Regions from separate parts of the Columba livia genome. Here region 1 is linked to region 2. The links are chromatin contacts, called in public Hi-C maps. All regions are on one chromosome and are shown on one strand. The core of a region is the stretch at or near the end of the contact, and the rest is flanking DNA. Distances in the headings are between cores, read along the strand shown.

The links. Hi-C and Micro-C count contacts between places; a contact is called where the count stands out from the background.
Region 1: a contact with region 2 is called in a Hi-C map of crop, with 5 times the contacts expected there. The contact joins two enhancer-like sites. A contact is called at or near these places in 2 of 2 Hi-C or Micro-C datasets (crop and liver).

The regions. Positions count from the first base shown.
Region 1 is chr4:16,997,734-17,000,433 of bColLiv1.pat.W.v2, reverse strand. All of the region lies in intron 1 of LDB2 (LIM domain binding 2), which reads left to right. Among named protein-coding and RNA genes, the nearest start is that of LDB2, 13 kb to the left of the region's middle. Within about 2 kb of position 1,308, at least 2 of the 3 cell types and tissues checked have an H3K27ac peak away from gene starts, as active enhancers do.
Region 2 is chr4:16,591,975-16,594,674 of bColLiv1.pat.W.v2, reverse strand. No RefSeq gene overlaps it. Among named protein-coding and RNA genes, the nearest start is that of TAPT1, 26 kb to the right of the region's middle. Within about 2 kb of position 1,419, at least 2 of the 3 cell types and tissues checked have an H3K27ac peak away from gene starts, as active enhancers do.

The DNA of each region.
Region 1 (2,700 bases), core at 59-2,558, 410 kb before region 2:
TGAATCTTAAAACCCAGTGAAAAGCTGGAAAGGAGAAGCGATTCTCAGGAAAGAAGTGGCATCCTTCTCCTCTGAAGCAATGACTGTTCCCATGAAATTGATCAGCATTACTGCAGCTTGCCAAGCCTCTGTGTTACTGCCACTTGGGAAAAGATTACAATGTGCACAGCATGTCACAAAGTAAAGGTGGCTTACAGATTGGAGCTAGCCACCTACTTGGGGAACACATGTACCTGCATAGCTTTTCCTTAGTCATATAGAACAGAATGCATGACCAATACTAGAAAGGCCTATGAGAAGACTGTAGTCTTTTCAGTGTTACCCTGTGTCCACAGGTTATTGATCCAGGTAATTATCAGTAACCAAATAATTTTTGTTCTAGAGTAGTATGTCCAGATAGAGACCTCTCTGGTGCATGTTGGGTGGAAAAACTTATTTTAATGTAGCTGTGTCAGTGAGTCTTACCTATATCAGCAAGAACATGTACCAGAATAAGCATAACGCTGGAGCCGTTGCACTCTATTCTGGTTGTTATCCTCTTTGGATGAGATGAAATGGAAAACCGGGGTTCTTACAACCAGGAGGTGTCCCCTGTCCTGTGAACATAGTTCATGTGTAGGAACTCTTTGCCCCAGAGCCTTTCCAGGTTTCAATGGGTAATTATACTCTACCTGTCCGAATGATTTCTGCCCTGCTTGTGAAAAGCATCCCTTCCTTTCTCTTTGAATTGCAGCACATTGTTCTTTAAAGCAGATGTAGCATTTCTATGTAATTTTAAATCTCTCCCTAACTAAGGCCAGTATTTATTTATTTTTTGTCCTCCTGCCACACCCTAGAGTTTTTGTGGAGGTGGTTTTGTCCACAGCCAACATTATTTTCTTGTAATGTAATGCAGCAGTTTTATGAAAATCGGTCCTCTTCGAGTGCTGTTGCTTTAGGCCTTGGTCACTAGGTGTCACTACTGATCTAGGAGAAACACAAAGCTTTGTTTCCATTTTTGTTTTAAATTTGTACAAAGCAGAAAATCATTTGTATGTAAGAACTTTTGTATTGTCTATAAAAACTCATACCTATGGACTCCATAGCATAGTCGGTAAGGAGTCATTGTGTTCCCCAACTTCAGGAAAAAGTCTGCTATGCAATCCTCTTAACTACACAAGGAAGAGTTAGTATTTCTTTTTTCCAGTATGTTAGCCGTTTTGAATACAGAATTATTTTAGTTACTGTTTGTATACAGCACCATAACTGTAAAAGGGACAATATTTTACTTTTTTTTGAAAGGAATTAAAAACCCCTAGGTTGTAACGGATTAAGAAGTCAGTCTATACATGCAAAAATCAATTGTCAAAGTACACTTCCTTCTTGGAATTTCATGTGGGGTGGGGCTTCTGGATTCCTGTTCATGTGTTACAATCAGTAGTCAGAAGGATTAATCAGCCTACACAAGATATGTGGCGATCATAAGCAAGGCTGGAAATTCAGACTCAAAACCTGATTAAGTACTGAATGGTCTGGCCTTTTACTGTTGTATGTAGGAGAAATATATTTGAATCTGGACATAAATCTTCTTCACTTGTCCACTGATAGCTCTTGGTAAATGTGAGACACCATTTTGGAATGTATGCTACTATTCCAAGAAAATGAACTTTGGCCTTTTAGTGAAGGAAAACCTGTTTCCTCTGCTGCAGTGCTGTATAAACATCTCCTACTCATGTCTATTCTCTGCTCTTGGGATTCAACAGAGCCTAAGAAAAATATTTTAATGGAGACTGATTTCTAACCCCTGCTGAACACCTCGAGAAATAAAAGTCTAATGATTACATTCACAATTCTTCTCTTCTAATCATTTAATGATCAGCAATTGACAGCAAAATTCTCCACTTGAGGGGAAAGGCCGAGGGGTAAGTGATCCCTTCATGGAGGAGACTAAATATGTGTTTTGTCAGTCTCTCTCTATTTTGTTTTTTTTAGGAAAGCAATCGTGTATGTGCCTGAGACACTTTGTGCTGATGTTGGGTGAAGGTGGCCGTGTAAGCTATCAGTGGTTTCATTTTCTTGACCTGGGAGTGGCAAGTTTTCAAAGAGAGGCCAATGGTGGTTTAGCCCTGACTGTTGAAGATGCTTTGGAATACAAAGATATCTTCATGGCACAGAGGAAAGAGCTCAGTTTTCAGCTCATTGTGTTCTACCTGCAATGTATGGCTACAGTGCTTTAGGGGATTTTTTTTTTTTTTTGGCTATTCAGGAAAATTATCCCCAAGCACTGCTGAAGAGGTATTAAAAATATTTTATTTCTGCAAAGCCTTACCAGAAGAGGATGACTTTATTTGTCCTGCTACTTCATCAGCTAGCTCAGAGCTGATGACTGCTAACAGACTTGTGATTATACTGTTAATAAAACAGTTTCTGGGTAAAGGTTTTCCTGGCTTGTCACTGAGTAAATCTGTGGGTGCCTGATAGGTACCTTTGCTTATGCACAGAGTCCTCATTGCTTGATTTTAGAAGGCATCACTCAACTTCCCTATTGCGACATTGGGGCTGGAAAAATGATTTAATACTACACCTTTCTGAATATTAAAATGTAGAGTTTTTTTCTAGAATCACAGGTTCATATCTCCAGGGGCTGACTCAGCTACTTTGCTGGCCAAGGCATATAAGCTTAGAATTGAGGAAAAAAATGTGTTAGTCTTCTGAAAATAA
Region 2 (2,700 bases), core at 170-2,669:
GCTCTACAAGCAATTGCAAACGTCTTCATTGCAATTTTCCTAATTCTAGGTGCAGACATTGCACATCTGAGCTATCTGCACATCTTTCGAGGTACTTCAGAAGGTCTTTACTGGAGAGATGTTAGGTGTTTATGCAGGAGACAATCTGGTATTATGATTATAATTATACTGTAAGTATCTAGATAGTGTATCATGAAAGCAGATCTTTCAGTTTCATGTACTTGCTGTTTCAATCATGTTCTCTAACTGAGCTATATTTGAGATTTGATACCTTGGCCATAATCTTTTGCACCTAGGACTCACTACACTATTGCACGCAGTATATAGCTCATAAGAGAGGGACAGTTTTACATAGACTGACTTTGTCTCCTTTTGCCATCTCCCAGTTGCTCCTGCTTTCCTGTATGGCCACATTCTGACTATCAGCAGCTGGGGAAAAAACTGTCTTCTCACCACACGTTGGTGCACCTTGTAGAGCAACGCTTTGTTCTTTTCACAGTGCTGGTATTATATACTAACAAAGTATATCTAAATTCACAATAATAACAGTATCTCATCAAAAGCTGTTTCAGTAATAACAGTAACAAACAGGGGCGGGCATTTCATGTAAATACGCAATCTCTTAAATTAAACTGCTCTTCAGAAAACATTGCATTTTTTTAGAGATTCACAAAACAGAGTTCCCATTTAAGAAATCTCTGGTCATTAGTATACAGGATTCTGAGGAAATTTCAGCATAGACATATCAAAGTTTCACAATTGTTGGGGTTTTTCCACAATGGGGCAATATCTGCTGTAGGCCCTTCATTCATCCTCCTGCCAGCTGCTTTATTAGCCATTTTAACTGTCGGGGTGCAGGACAAACAGGCCACCAGAGACTGGCTGAAAGGTAGGCTAAGTAGCTGAATGAAAGGGGGCTGGAGAAACAGGGAAGCATAAAGCAAATACCTAAAAAAAGTTATTTAAAAAATCTTGCTCTGCTTTTCTTTAAAGTAAAAAAAACACTGTGGGAACTACTGGGGCACTTGTTCTTTTTCCTGAAATGAAGACCCCTTATTTTCTGAAAGGCTGGAGACCAATGAAATCAGCTGTACTTGTGGCCTGAGCAAAGACTGCCTCTGTCCTAGGAATATTTTTCTCTGCAAGTTTTAACCAAAGCTGGTATAGACTTGTTATTATTGCACAGGCACAAAGTACCTGAAAGGAGGAGGAAAAATAAGAGATCTTCTCCTGCTTCCATTACTGCTGGCTGCTGGGTCACCTTCTCCAGCCCCCTGCAACACCATGGTGGGTTTGCAGCAACCCCCTCGCCCCAGCCAGGGCTGCCCAGGGATCCTGCGTGGGGTTTCCTTCGTGCACGCCTGGAACCGCTGCGACTCTGCATTGCTAAAACCCCCACGGTCTTTACTTGCAGAGCGCAGGGAGATGCCCAAAGCGACTTCTGCGGCTTCAGAAAAAGGGCCTGATCCTTTACAGAGCGCACCAAGCCAAGTGTACTAACTGGTAGTAAAACCCGCTTTATAAGGACAGGCTTTGAAAAAGTAGACTCATCTCCCCAAAGGACAAGCCCTGTTTGAGTTCTCCTGAATCTCCGAGGCAGTGAGGCACCTCCTCGTCTCGGCAGAGCGGCTCAGAGGCAGATTACCCTGCTGCTGCACTCACACAGCTCCAACATATGTTCTTGGCTTTTTTGGCTGGAGTTACGGTTGTCTTTCCTTTCCTCTCTTTTTCTCCCCCACCCCCCACCCTTGCTCTGACTCTCACAGGAGCAATAAATGCCAGCAGTAAATATTCTCAGCCTTACAAGGATTTCAGTAAATTAAGGTTCACATCCAAGCTTTGGGCAACTTCCTGTATTCTAAATGGGATCCAAATGAAGGTTTTCCAAAGTCTATACAGTGTAATAATAATAAAAAACATACCTAAATCATTAAAATGAGTGGCAGCATTCCCTATACCAGTTCTGAGTGCCATAAATAATGTATAAAGCCAATCTGCATTATATTAGCAAAAGATAAAAATTAAAAAAGGGTGAGAGTACAAACGTTTCATTTTTCTCGAACACAAAGAAAAGCCTCCCTGCTCCTGAGCTGAGAGCTCCATCGTGTGGGTGACAGTGGATGTAGAGTCACTTCCTGGCCATCATGGTATTTTTTTTTAGGTTTTCACTCATTTAAAAAAACTTCATGAGAATATAAGCTCTTTATAGACAAATAACAGAAAACCCAAAGAGGTAAAGCAAACCACCACCACCACCCTCTGTAAGCCCCTCTGAAGCTCTGCTTCATCTCACATTTTCTCCCGAGCTGTCATTAGAAAAGGGCTAGCAATTTGTTCCCATCGGTTACAGTGGTTATAGCCTAAATAAATGATGTACACTGGGATCTGGGATCTGCTTTGTGTCCCCACTCATGAGCTGAGCGTTGCCCACAGTGCCTGCCAGGGTGGGTGCGTGGAGCCTCCCTGCCCTCCCCACTGCAGCATGATGCCCACAGGAGCACGACGGGCTCCCACGGAGCCAGCTGGGCTTTGGGCCAAGTGCTTTGCGGAGACATTGACGCCAGACTCCGTTCATGGTTCTGTCCTGGTTCACTTCACGCCACTGTGAGGAGGAGCCTTGTGATAACTTTTGGTTCAGCTCAGCCTGAAAGGGGTCAGGGCTTCCTGCAGGTTCCCTGGGGGTGACCCCCCACGGCACAC